2 separate regions of the Gasterosteus aculeatus genome follow, and region 2 is linked to region 1. The links are chromatin contacts, called in public Hi-C maps. All regions are on one chromosome and are shown on one strand. The core of a region is the stretch at or near the end of the contact, and the rest is flanking DNA. Distances in the headings are between cores, read along the strand shown.

Region 1 (6,938 bases), core at 2,853-5,352:
TTTGAGTCATTTGAATGAGGAACCAGTACGTTGCATCGGGAACGGAAGCTGCCAAATGGAGCGATAGGCACCCCACGTTCAGCACCCTGCCGGCCGTTATGGCCCCCCTTTGGGGGCATTACCATACCAATGGTAGGAAATGATGGGACAAATGAAGATTAATGGCTCGCCGGGGTGTCAATGAAGTCATTCAGGAAGCTCCTGGGGGCCTCGATGAAGTGGGGGAGGTCTGGGGGGGGTTTGAGAAGAGCAGGCCTGATGTCCATCTTTCAACCATCCTGGATCAAGCCTGTACATGGTGGTCTTAGGTTTGAAAACACCTCCTCTAACTTCTTTTATTATTAAATAACAACTTGAGCGTTGTAATCCTGTTTTAATACACGAAGCTTCAACTTCTATAACTGAGACATCCTTTCCTTCTCCTACACGCTCACAAAGTCCTCCGACTTCCTCCGGCCTTTGTACCATCGGTGACAAACACGACCAAGTATGCAACAACACGCAGACATAATGTGACTGATGCAGCTGAATCACATCCTCACAAACGGAAAACAAAAGATAGCGGATAAATGACTTCTTTTTTTTTTGATTTCATACAAAAGGACACAAAGTCCTGCGATTTCCTCTCGCTTTTGTATCACTTTCGATGGTTCCTACGCACTTTATTCCACAGTGCAGGCGGACCAGAATAATCTGTTCTTGTGCCAAACACACACACACACACACACGTTGCTCTGTTTAACTCCGGCGGCATCATCTACGGCCGCATATCTAACCGCACTAAGAAGTGACTAATGTAAGTAGGTTAGTCCATTCCTCCACGCGATGACATGTCACCAGACCCCGGCCCCCCCTTAAAACAACGTCTTACACTTCCTCTTCCCTTTTGTATTGCGCCAATCAGCCGAGCCCACCTCTGACCTGCTGTGACTGGGCCGTGGTGATTGATTAGCACCGCTGGGGATATTTATCCAGCCTTTTGAGGAGGAAGAGCCTCCTGTCACTCTGTTTGTCGAGCAGCTGTCCCTCCAGTTGATGGCTCAAACACCCAGGCGTCGCTTTTCAGCCACTTTTTAGGCTTACCGCTCCACCACTCCACTCGTTTGGACTTTTAATTTATTTATTTGTACTCCTCCGGTTGTTTTCTGTTGGTCGCTTATTCCTCAGGAGAGATGGTGTCTATTTTTTCACCGAAGTTCCTATGTGTATTTACCCAAATGTGTGCCAGGCGTTATCTATCAGGACTGCTTACAGTGGAGATGATGACAAGCAGATGGGCATTTTGTTTGGGAACACAAGTTCCCAACTGGGCTTTTATCAGATCGGGGGGCTGAACACCAAACAGGCATTCGAATGGGCAACACCTCCATCCTGGAACTCTAAAAGGAACAATTAATGTGGCCGATGAGACTTTGACACTTGTGACGCCCTGACTATCCTGTCAATACACATCCGCAGTCAGGAAAATACGCGTGGAGTGGTTTCAACGATCACGTGATGCATTTTAAATGTATTATTCTGATAACAAAGATGTAAAACCCAGACAATACGTACATTTAAGAAGCCATGCTAGCGCCTTGACCCGAGGGGTTCCTCAATTGGCAAGTACACGCTAAACCGAAATGGTGAACGGTTGACATTATAGCGGCTGATGGTCGGGATTCCTCCGAGGAGGGAGTTGTACCAGCTTTCAGAAGACCAACCAAAGCGGCTTCTGAGAGGTCAAACGGATGTTCTCTCTCAGAGGAGTCTGGGGCCTTTGCGGAGAGCGAGGAGATGACGGCTGCAGTAGATCCCAGCACTCGTCTCCACTCCAACATGGATTATTCCTGTGTTGCTGTCTGGAATGCATCTCGACCAAGAAAACAAAGCAATCAACAGCATTTATTCATTGCATATGTCAGTGCCCCCCCCACCCCCCCACTCCCCTCCTGCTTTGTACTGTAATGTGGCTTCTGAACAGGAGGTGGTGCCAAACCGGACACGGGTCAGTTCTTTTCACAGTTTTGACAATGCTGACAATCGCTACGGATTAAAAAAGGCACGACGGAGTAAATGCAGGCGCTCCCGGTGAAGTAAGGAACCCGTTCCGCTGAGGAACACAGTGCGCACTCAAAGGGATACGAGGAATTCGGATAAAAGCCGTGACTAATTGTGGCCAACTGTCTTTGTGGTGCGGGCGACAGCGGGGAGCACGTCGCGCTGAAAGGAGTTTCACCACATGACAACGGGCCGCAGGCTGACTCACGGCCCGGCGGAGGATTCCGTAGTATTCCCGTTGTATTTGGTTTACGATACCTTGTGCAACTTGCACTGCATTTCACTGTTGTCTCCAAATATAGCTGAAAGCTCCTCAGCGCTGAGACCTGCGAGGCCTTGTGAGATGTTTCACGAGCCTCCGCGGTCTCGTGGTTCTTCTTGCTCTTCTTCCTCTTGTTTTTTACCGAGTTAGAGCTCCTTCTTTTTTGTCAACGTCCATTGAGCGGACCGCGGCCGCCGTGATTCATAACGTCTGCCCTCAGGCGCATTCACTCCACGGAGCTCCACTCCGTGGCTCGCCGGGGCTTCAGCGCCACTCGTGCAAAGTAAACAGCCGCCACCGGGCCAGTCGGCGCGGCACCAACATCTGCCAGTGTTTTCCCGAGCCGGTCTGGACGTTTGCTAATTGTAATCACAGTCGAATTCCCCCAGACTGCAATTAGCGAGCCACTTGGTAAATATTCAGGCACAAGCTAAGTGGACCTTTGATCATTCTTTTTCTCCTCTCCTCTCGTTCTGTTGCATTTAAAGCTCATGTCACTGTGTGTGTGTGTGTGTGTCCCAGATTTAATCAGTGGTGTTTTGCAAATGATTTACACTTTCATCACATGCCTGGTGAACCAGCATATTTGTTTTCCCCCTCATGACTATTTAAGACAACAGCGACCAAATGAGTTATAAAATCATACGAGCAGATCGCACGTTCATTTTTCTGAAGCTGTTCTCGCGGAATCGTCGTTGAATCGGACAAGTGCCTTGTTTTCCCCGACCGAGGGTCCCAGAGTGGAAGTTGTAACCCCTTCTGGCTCCAAAGTAAAGAAATCGAACTTGGCCTCACGCCTCCTTAACGTTTCGCTGCGTCAATACCTTTTTTTTGGAGAAAACCCTCCCGCCGGCCAGTCGCAACAGGCCGCGTTTTATTTTTCGTCGGCCCGACATCCTTGTCTCTCTTCTGGTGACGAGCGCGATGGAATCTCTCCTGGCGTTTTCTCTCTGATTGAACGCGGCGCTCTTCTCTTCCGGCTGGTCGCCAGCGCGGGTTTGAGTTCTCGGTATCGACCAGCGAGCTTTGCTTTGCTCAAACGCCGCTCGCCCGCCGTCCTGCTTCCAGGGTATTGGAAGTATTTCCGGCCCCGGTTGTGTTTCTATGGTGCAGTAATTAGAAGGCAGAGCGAGAGTCTTGGCTTGTGGCTTTCGAAGCTACAGTGGCAAAAGAAAACAAAAAGTGTGTGTGTGTGTGTGTGTGTGTGTGTGTGTCTATGCACGTAACGGGATAGCACCGAGGGATGGATGAGCTCTGGGAAGCTGTGTGCATGTGTGTTTGTGAGCATTGGGGGGGGGGGGGGTAGGATCCCCAGGCAAGTATCAAACTTCAAGGGCTGTATTAGTATCAGCTTACACGTGTGTACAAGAATACCACCGCAAAAAGCCTCCGATGAAGAAACCGACCTGCCAGCCCAGCTCTGGCCACATTAGAAGAAAACTCCAAAGTTACTGCAGGATGCAGTATATTAGGCACAGCAGGAGGGGCGGCCTGTCAGAAATACACGCCAGGCAACAACTTTAACGCCTTTCAAACTACAGCGTGGCCCTCTGAGAGCGCCATCCTCCGGGTTGGAGGTTTGTATCTGTTCCTTTTCATCATTTCCGTTTGTCAACCAAGTGCTCTCTTTGTTGAAGGAGTCAAGCTTTATTATTCTAACGACGATCTGCATCTCAGTCAGCTTCCCCAGACACGAGGACGGTGTGTGTGTGTGTGTGTGTGTGTGTGTGTGTGTGTGGGGGGGGGGGGGGTAGGGAGGAAATGAGGGCTCTTTGTGCTCTGCTACCTGGCAGACATCTCCAGCATGTGTCGTCTTGCCTCTTGGCAAGCCGAGACCACCGGCGCCCTTGGAATGCTCTCAGTTCAGGAAATCTCGTTTATTCTCACAAATGCTCCCCCCCCCCCCCCCCCCCACAACGCCCTCCACCCCCCTCCCTGCTCTACAGCTGCACACAGTATATTTCCCTCTTTTTTACGCCTCAGTCTGACTTTAGTGCCTTTTTTTAAAATTGCCTTTCTCTGTATATGGTTTTGCCCGTTTGTGTTTGTCTGATCCGTCCGTGCTCTTTGTGTTGTCCCTTTAGACACAGCAGGGGGGTGATGTTGGATGGGGGGTGATGTTGGATGTGGGGTGATGTTGGATGACCAGTAAGCAAAACACACGTCACAATGACACAGTGTGGCTACTATCCAGTCCATGCACATGCTACTGTTAAACAGAAACAATCCATTTTAACAGACAGTCACATCTACTTACTCTCCAAGTATCCCCCCCCCCCCATCTCCAAGTATTGTACCGCACTATGCTGTGTTTTCAGCATCCGATAAGCCTTCAAGCTGATAAATCTACTACTCAAACTGGCCTCGCCGGCTTGTATTTCACGGCTCTATTTCACGCGTGCCTGAAACGACATGCCCCCCCCCCCCCACCAAACACAGACCAAGTACGGTGCCGACACATGTGGAGAAAGTGTCCCAATCTACAGAAAAGTGTCCCAGTAAATTGGTTGTTAGAGAATATGCTGACTTAAATATGATGTAATCATTCATAAGAACTGAATCAGAACATAAGAATAAAGAATAATGGGTACAACTTATTTAGTTTGACCGGATCACATTGTACTGTGTTGATTTATGGAACTCAGTGTTTCTGAATACATTTCAATGTCCATATCGTTACTTCTGATGCCTCTTGGCTATTTGTATTTCTTGGCTTTTTGTTCCCTCAAATCCGAGATGGCTCCCCTTAATTTCCAAAAAATATATATTTTCACTGAAATATAAGATTTCTGTTACACATTACACGTTGTTACAATCAGGGATGCTAACGCCGGCGTCTTAGGCCAGTAATTGAAAACCTTTGCGCTCGATGAGCTGCGGGCTCGTGAGACGTTCTGCCCGGTCGTCCTCTAGTCCGTGTGAAGCCCGGGGCGAGAGGAAGAAGTCATCATTCGCCACCATCTTGGTATCCAGACCGACGTACAGAATAGAAGCTGGCAGGGGGCCCAAGAGGGAGGGGTGGGGGTTGCAACAAATAATACCCCCTTTGTAAGTCCCAGATATCTGCAGCTGAACCTCCTGATCCCGGCTCTGTGCTCCGCGGATCCCGACACCACATTAGGAGCTGCTTACAACTGGACCAGGTGTAAGTTCTGGGCGGATTTGAAATGGGAGTTGGAGGAGGAGGCGCAGCGATGATGATGCAAAAGGAGCCGCAGTGTGAAAGACGGCGAGACAAATGCGCCGTTGTGTCCAATGTCGATGAGCGTCCTCCGCCGGCCTCCGTCGTCTTCATCAAGATTTAAGTTGCCCAACGTGGCTGAAGGGACGTGGATCCCTCTGCAGCCCTTCTGTGTGGCCCAGCTGCACGTTTACATCGCTGCGGGTGAAGGGTCAAGGAGATGCCTTCGGACACTGAGGCCTTTGGCAGCTTTTTGCGTGTTCTTGAGGAACGATGCATATGAGTGATTAGTTGCAACCAATTAAAAAAAAAGACTGAACTTTGCCGACTAGTTCAACTTTGAGGAAACAAGTGACGGCTTGGAGCTTCCTTTTTTTTTTCTCCATGTCATCTCTGTAGTCAGAGTAATTAATGTCTATCAGGAAGCCCCCAGAAACACTCTCAAGCCCAGAAAAAGGAAACCCTGACTGTGGTCAAGGGGGGGTCACACCCACGAAAAACTCTGATGTGTTTCTGGTGACGGGGGGCTACGGGGCGGGTCCGTCCTAAATCCTGTTGCCCCGAGAAATGAAAGAATTGGAGAGGCTGCCTGACCAGTGTCCTCCAGGCCAGACCCCACAACTAATCTCCTTCATCTCGTCTTCTCGCTGGGGGGGGGGAAATGCTACACTTTCTTCCTCTCCCTCCTCCTCTGGGATCCTGATCGCCTCAGGGAGCTGTGGCCCTTCTATCGCCCATCCATTGCCCCACTGATCCCCACCGCACTACTTACCCGCCTCACCTCCCCTCTCTCCCTCGACTAAGCCGCCCCCCTCCTCCTCCCTCACTCCCTCCTGGGCCTCCGAGCTGGACTGCCTTCCCTTTCTGGCTTTCCCCTCTTCCTTCCTTCCTCAGTTCCTCCACTAATAGCTCCCTTGTTGCTGACTGCTTGGGGCTGCCAGCTGAGCGGTCAATCGTGGAAGATTCATTCGCGACGCGGTAATTGTAAACAGACAGCGAGAGAGAGAGAGAGAGAGAAAGAGAGAGAGAGAGAGAAAGAGAGAGAGCGAGCGAGCTTCGGACCGGCTGGTCGCTGACAGAAAGCAGAATGGAGGAACTTTGTACTCTTTCTCAGGCTCCTTCTTCCCCTCCTCTTTTTTTTTTTTTTCTCGCTTTCTCCCGCCTCCCTCATTTTCTGCCCCTCATAATTTAGGCACCGCTCACATCGGTGGCCGACCTGCGTCTCATTCCCCCCCCCCCCCCCCCCACGGGTGTCTTCATCGAGCCCGGCTGAGCGCTCGCTACGTGCTTCTGCTCTCGTTTTGTTGGTTGCGTTTTGGCCTCCGGGAGGATACACGAGGAATCACACAAAATAAACCTGTTCAGCCCCCAAACTCCAAACATGGGATGTTCTTAGATGTTCTTGAGTTTTAAGTCATTTGATGTTTTTTTGTTTTTTTGACACTGCTTGATTGA
Region 2 (7,684 bases), core at 480-2,979, 99 kb after region 1:
ACACTTATATAAATGCCTTTGAGTTGAGTTTTGAGAAGATTGTTGATGCCGGGCTCTTTTGCAATGTAGGAGCAACCGAGGACACTTTCGAGGAACTCGAGGTTCTTGTTTTTGGTTGGTTTCCCAACCGGGGTGGAGTCCGCAGTTCAGTACTTCACCTCAAACGCCTGAGTGAAAGGCCCAAGTCGTCACTGGTAACAAAAGGAATCGATTGTTGGTTTTTTTGTGATCTTATTGACGTAGATTTTAAAAAAAAACTTGAAGGCTCAACTGGCTGAAGAAGCAAAAGCCTCATATTTGCTAGAGGTCAATAACTACACCCATGACCACAGCCATGTGTAATTATTTGTTTTAGTAGTGTTGTTGAATCAAATATAAACTATTATTAATCAGCATCCACCCAGAAAATACGGCCCATCCTTCACAGATCTCCATAAGACGAATGCTCTGTCAATCCCTGCTTAGCAAGCTGCTCTTGACCTTATAAGTGCAGGAATTCAGGAAACGTATCGGAGTCTGTTGGTGGTTTTTGTTGCAGCCTCTCGACGACTTTAATGCTCGATTTAACTCTTACATCATTAGCTGGAGCCAGACAAAGTTTAAAAGTTGAAATGGAAATTGGTCAATCTCTCGACATGCGGCGTATTTCATCAACGTGACAGGCTGATGAGATGCCAGCGGGCACGAGCCCGGCTGACGAGCAGCACTCGTTTGCATTCCCGGCTGCAGCAATCAACGGCGGCCGAGGCCCGAAAACGCGGCGTGGCGGCGGCGGCGGAGAGGCCCGTCGCTGCGGAGGGGCCCCCCCCCCCCGGTGTGGCATGCGAAGCGCCCTCAACACCTCGCTAAGTATAACCTCTAGCTAAGGAATAAATAACATGGCTGTCTTTCCTCGTGGCAGGGCCAAACATGCTGGTTTTGGACGCGGTTCAAAAAGCTTTGATTTTGAAAACTCGGGGAGGTGAAACAAAATTACATTTACAGCCTTCGACAGCCGGCAGCTTTTCTTTTTTTTTTTTTTTGTTCATGTTCTCGCTCCCCCACAACAGTGAAAGCTTCTCGTCGGGGAACCGTCATCTTGATCCTCAAAGCACTCCGAGTGTCAGGGCCCGTCAAACTGGCTGCCGTCGATGACGCGTGTCACCCCGCAGCCATGTAACAGGTTTAGCAGCAGAGAGGAAGCGGAGGCCCGAAGAGGGATGCCTGCGTCCCCAGCAACATCAGTTCAACTCACGTTGAGGATTTTCCAAATCCCCAGGTCTGTTTCGCGGCACCTCGTGCATCTTCCACGTGCGGCTCCACGTGACTTCTCGTGAGTTGGCAGCCGACCGCAGCACGAACTAGGTCGTTCGTGTCAGTAACTGACAATATGACAGCGAGCTAAAAAAAACATATTTCACCACCAGCCGAAGCCGGTGGAGAGTTGATGTCTTCCGTGTGCACCCGTCTGTCCACAGGCTGATGTGGCTTACAACTGGACCATTCAGACAAACATTCAGCCCTTGACTCCTTTTTAACTGCCAATCGGGGGGGTGGAGGTCGTCAATCCCTAAAGTGGCAAGAGGCACTTTTGTTGTCTTTCAGAAACTGTGGTTTGGTCTCAATTTGAAGCAGATTACCTCCGTGACTGATATGTTGTGATACCCTAATGTTCAGTTCCCATGTTGGATATATTCGCCGTGGTCTCGTCTGTAAGGGGGCGTGATTAAACCTTAAGGAAACCCCCACCTGGCAAAGATCTGCACTCAAACCAGTGCACTTTTCTAGCCTTTTCTGTTATTTTTTTTATAGTAACAGTTAGACAACAGTGCCATCACAAGGCCAAAACGCTTTGCATCCAGCAAACTGTGAATAAACAATGAGCACTAAGAGAAAGACAGATCGTCACAGCTGTTCTAAAGCAACTCTACTCGAATCAAACTGCAAAGAAGCATCTTGGGCATAAATCCGTTTGAGTAAAAGCGGCAGATCAAATGTTCCGTTGCAGAACAAAAGTGTGATCATCCTCCAACACCCGTACGGTTGTCTTATGATGAAGAGTGAAAAGAGAAGGTCAACAGCTCCGGTAACTAGCTGCTGTTGACAGTTCAGCTTTCACCGGCCTGTCGTCAGTGTCCAAATGCTCAATACTGTCACCCTGCTGATGACCTTACTGACACCGAGTTACTCACAGTACACAAACGCACGCCTAAAGACACAAACTCACCAGCAGAGGTTACACACAAGTTGCCAATCACTATTGCTAGGAAGCTGCTGCCACATTCGCTGTGTCCAAACTTGGATCATGCGCTTGTTTGAGCAAAGAGCATCAACACATCTGGTAAGTTAAGAATGCTTAAAGGACAAGGGAACACTTTGGGTTTCTGCTGTCTGGCTCACGGGTTCCCTTAAAGTGTTTCTTGGCTCCAAACTCCACATTAGCTTCTGCGCGTGAGCCACCCGCACGCCATTATGAAACGGGCATGCTATGAAGACTGAGACAGGGATGAGGTCGGGTGGACGATTGTGTTAATGTCCTTAACCAATGTGTAACATCACGCAACAAGTTCTTTTATCCAACAGACATGCTCGTATCAACCCAAAACCCTGGTGCTTTTTCTCAAAACTCATCGAGCACGCTTAGAAATGAAGTTCACCTGCGTTGGAGGTTTGTCTTGAAAAGCGATATATAGGTCGACTCTTGGATGTGTTTTGGTCTTTATATATGAAAACCTGATGAATGAAGCTGCTTTCCCCGCGTGGACACAACCTGCTACATCAAACCAAATTGAAAGAATCCTCCAGTTTGAGCTCTGAATCCACTGCAAACACCGTTTGCCGGACCCCCCCCCCGTCGGCGACGTGCTGTATTATTCCCTACCTTCGCTTTCAGGCTCCATCTGGTAACTTCTCATTTGTCTCCGGCGGTGGTGACACAATGAAAACGGCAACACGCGGCGCCGGGCCGCCGCACGCAGCGAGGAGGCGCCCGGCCGCTTTATTGGCAAAGGTGCTCCAGTGAATTAAGCAGCCGCCTTTGTTCCTAAACCAATATTGCGAGACTATAAAGGGGTCGGGGGACGACAGGCGCACACAAAAGGCCCGCTGTGGAGGTGGACGGGCCGGCAGGCGGCTCTCCGTGGACGTACGGACTTTGGTTTAGGTCAAAAGGGAAATGACAGAACATTCCAGAAGACCACAGCTGTCCCGCCCGGCCGCACAGCTGCCGTCGTCTCGTCCGTCTCCTGACTGCCCGTCTTTCTCTCGCCCTCAATGAAATGTTTATTTGACGTCACACTGCCTGCGTCTGTCTCTCTGTCCACGCACAGGCCTCCTGTGTCCGCTGAGGATTTGACTGGCAGGGTTTTATCTCATTAGACTCACGGCCAAACGGTCGTTTGTGGTCGTTGAGGTTTTAAATCAAGGAACAATCAGAAAATGAAGAACTGTAACCCGAGTACTCTGAAGCGCCTCCATAACAGATACAGATACTGTTTGAATGCTCCTGCAGATCAAAGTACTACATTTACTACACGAATATGGGATATTCTCTCAGATCACTCACAAACAAAAAATTTGGATTAGCCTTAAATTGGTGTTGGACTCAAGACTTTCACATTCTTTCTGTGTAGTTTTATAAATATCAACACAGAGTAATAAATGAATGATTGATGAATAGCGAATAGGTTTTTTTCTGGTATAATTGTGACTCATTTCGCAGACGACGGAAAAATCTGTTTTTCTATGCATAATATATATATTCTTAATTGTATTATATGAAATATTATCAAACTTTACTCCTCATAATAAATCCACCCTCCATGTGCTCCATAGTTTTTTCCCCCGATGACATTAACAAACTGGGTTGTTGAATATCATCCCAGCTAAAAGAAACAACAAATATGGTCTCATGAATACAATACACACAATATAATGTACAACTTCCAAAACATAATCACGTATAAATTGTGAGAAAGCCAATGACTGACGTTCTTATTCTTGGAAAAGTTTGTCACTCGTGTCACCACACACACTTTATTATTTATTTATTATCATTTATCCCTTTTTTCGACGCCTTCATTTTGATGTTTTCTCATCCTTGGAACTACAGCAAAGGATTCCTTCATCTTCTAAACCGAGGCCCCCGTGGATCCTCCTCCCTGTCGATGGCGTTTTCGACATGAACTCGATAGCACTCAGAGCGCAGGCCTGCACACGCTTTGGCATGCGTGTGTCTGTGTGTGTGTGTGTGTGTGTGTGTGTGTGTGTGTCCCATGAACTTTCTATTATGCAACAGCCAAGTGGTGAGATCCAAACAAAGCCAATGGATAATCGCTCCACTTACACCCGTGGATTGCCCCCCCCCCCCCCCCCCCAGCCGTGCGTTGTCCCACAGTTGCCACTTGTGCGTCCGTGCTTTGCATCATTCCTCAATCCTTATCAACACAACGAGGGCGTCTTTCTCCAACGAGCCGCAGCGGTTGATTCCTCCAGCCGCGCTCTGGGAACAAAAGGGCGTTAGTGAACGATTTGATCTCAGCGATGGTCCCACATCACACAGCTGAAGATAAGTTTGGAGACGGAAGGCCCTCGGGGGGGGCACAACATGTGGGTTTCCCCTTCGCCTTGTTTGGTGCTGTCAGAAAGGGAAAAGCATCAAAGCAGCCCGAGCCGGGCGGGTTATCTCCACCTCGCCGAGGAGCCGGCGTAGATAAAGGAGGAGGAAGCAGTAGAGCTGGTGTGAGCACACACACACACACACACACACACACACACACACACACACACACACACACACACACACTCACACACAGTGTGTGCGCTTGTCGTCTATCTTTAGAGCATCGGGGTCAATACGCTGATGGTGAACAATATGCTGATTTGCTGCTCAGGTTCTTCTGAATGCAAAGATCTGCTGTCTGATTTCCTCCTGCTGACGCCCTCGCCATCCGCGGGAGGTGGAGACGGTGGACGCGCGTCGTCCTACGCGGCATCACATGACCGTACCCGACAGATTGTGGAAGCCGTGAACACCTGAAGCAGCGCAAATAACTGTAACTCACAGCTGTGAAGGTGAATAACTCGGGACTCTACTGATGCTCACGTGAGGAGAAATTTCAAGCCAAGCTCTCCTACAATTCTCCACTTCGCCTCCAAACCTTTTTGGTCTGTGTTTACTTCTCACACCTCACAGTTGTGTAATATATATATATATATATATATAAAATGTCGGGAGATGCACGCTGCTGTAAGTTCTCCTCTGGGGGCCGATCATTGAAAAAAAGCTAATTCTGTAAATTTGTAAAAGTGAAATAACTGACAATAATGATTAACAATGTGTTCCCTCCATAGGTGCATCAGGGCTGAAAATCTTCTAAGCGGTGACATACAACCAATTACACAATAAATTCCCCTCCCCTTTTCCTCCTGTTGATATAGAAATGTGTTTTGAAGAAAATCTTTTTTTTTTTTAAATCTCAAAATCTCCTCAAGTTCAAGTAATAGGATTAAGCAAGTCGACAAATGATCAGTGATTGATAAAAGGGGAAAGGCATGAAGCATCAAAAGTAACCTGGATCCTCTGCGAGGGGGGCGTTAAGCCGGCGGGCCGAGAAGCAGCGTCCCTGAAGAGGGAGAAAGAAATAAGGGGATTTATCCACAGACACTAATCATTCCCAACTTAGAGCATCGGCACAAAAAGGAAAGAATGTGTAAAGAGCCCGGGGACACAAAGGCTCCTGGGTGATCAAAAGGAGAATTAAGGGTGACTTCTTCCGCTGAGCCGTTGTCTGTGTGTTTCATGAAGTATCGCTCTCGGCAGAGGGAGGGGGGGGGGTCGACGATTTCTTGAATTAAAGAGCCTCGATACGCTTTTCTCTCTCACCTTTTAATCCACCACCTCGCTCTCGCCCTCCCCGTTGCCACTTTTTTCACTTTTTTTTTCTTTCACCCTCCACAAATAGAACCCCCCCCCCCCCCCCCCCACCTAAAAAGTTGGCATGGTGCACATGCTTTGTTTCCAAATTCTGCTTCAAAAAGCTAAGGCGAGGACTGGGTGGGCTCGCTGCAGATGTGTTTGAATGGTTGGTACATGGGTGTGTTTGAGGGGGGGGGGGGGGTTAGAGCCAACAGGATAATGACCATGACAGCCGCCCAACATACTCACCCCCCCACCCCCCCCCCCCCTCCCCACCCCCGCTGTCCTTTTCAGTCCTTGTTTGAGGTTTGGCTTCGGCACCCGCTTTGAACCGTAACAATGATTCCCGACGGCCGCGGAGCTCCCAGCAGCCCCCCCCTCCTCCTTTGGGCCGCGGGACGCTTCGGGACGCTCCGGGACGCTTCGGGACGCACTAGGTCTCGCCCCTCTGACCGGCAGAAAATGACGATCTACTTGATTAGCCAGCCGCTACATGGAAAGACACACACGGGCCGCACACCTGCACTCAGGATCTTCAGGAAGTTCTCTTTGGTTCTGATTTATGGATTTATTAGAGCAAAGCAAAAGTTAAGCCTCTTCACGTGTGTCATTTTATTTTAGTGGTTTATTACAAAATGAAATTCTGTGAGCTTATAGCATCATTTGTTTGCGTATCTGGCTTTTAGCCCCGTCTTAGCATCGACCTGTTAGCGTCGACCTTTTAGCATTACTGAATATCAGAACACCATGTTTGGTTGGTAGAAGGGGATTGTAAGAAAATACAGCTGATGGATTTCAGCATTTAACCTGATTGATTATTTGCAAATACTATAATTGCAGACTATTGTTTTAATTGGATTGTGATAATTAGCTTGCAGTTTGAATATTGTTTTAGTGCTATGGTTCAGGATATGAAAAACCTCAAACCTGATAAACTAAGCTGCATCTTTTAGTTACTCCGGAGAAATGATCTGTCAGAGCAAAGGGTGGAAGTATCAGAGTTGGAGCGTATTCTACTGATCTACTACTGATTTGAATCAAAACTTGATTTCCAAAATGTCAAAATCAATTACCGTCACCAATGAAACGCCTCCTCACATTTACCCTCAACCATTCAGAGGCCGCAACGTCCAAACGGTGGCTCAGTGGCTTCCATGTAGTATGTGATGTCTCCCAAAGAAAGAGTTAGTGGTGAACATACCTGTGCAAAGAGAGGTGGAATCAAACAAACTCAGCGCTCCCACACATGGGAATGTCTGCACAACTTGATTCTGCTTTGGCAAAGTCTTCTTTAAAATGTGCTCACAAAAGCCATATGTTGAGCGCTGGAAGGGTGACAGGGATACGCGGGCGAGAGCACAGTGATCTCATTTCCCAGATGCTCCTCTTCTAATGGCCAGAAACGCTAGCAGGAAGCTGCCAAAACCATTTTTCAAAACGGCTTCAACGTGTTCGTCGGTGACAACTGAGAGAACGTCTGCGCTACAAAGAGGTGCGAGCGTGCAGCCGCCTCACAGGGCTGGATTTTAATCACACGTTTATGGCGTTTATCGCCCCCCTCTATCGCTTCGGTTACCGAGTAGCTTATTTTACATAAGAAACCAGTGCAAGTATTAAGCTTATAACGAGCAATACAGCATCGTCTAAAGATGAACAACAAAGTAGAAGTGTTTGTTTTTTGGCCACTTGGGGGCAGCAGAAGAAGCTTTGAACATCACGAGCGTCACAAGGGGCCTTTTTAAACATCCAGCAGATCACATTCAACATTGCATCTAATCAGATTTTTTG

The links. A called contact is a pair of places that touch in the nucleus more often than the background predicts.
Region 2: a Hi-C map of whole body shows a contact between it and region 1, with 2.7 times the contacts expected there. The contact joins two enhancer-like sites. A contact is called at or near these places in 5 of 6 Hi-C or Micro-C datasets (liver, skeletal muscle, tail fin and 1 more).

Annotation. Positions count from the first base shown.
Region 1 is chr4:3,421,804-3,428,741 of fGasAcu3.hap1.1, forward strand. All of the region lies in intron 15 of afg2a (AAA ATPase AFG2A), which reads left to right. Among protein-coding and RNA genes, the nearest start is that of LOC144406281, 5.5 kb to the left of the region's middle. Within about 2 kb of position 4,103, at least 2 of the 9 cell types and tissues checked have open chromatin away from gene starts, as enhancers often do.
Region 2 is chr4:3,522,767-3,530,450 of fGasAcu3.hap1.1, forward strand. No RefSeq gene overlaps it. Among protein-coding and RNA genes, the nearest start is that of spry1, 57 kb to the left of the region's middle. Within about 2 kb of position 1,730, at least 5 of the 9 cell types and tissues checked have open chromatin away from gene starts, as enhancers often do.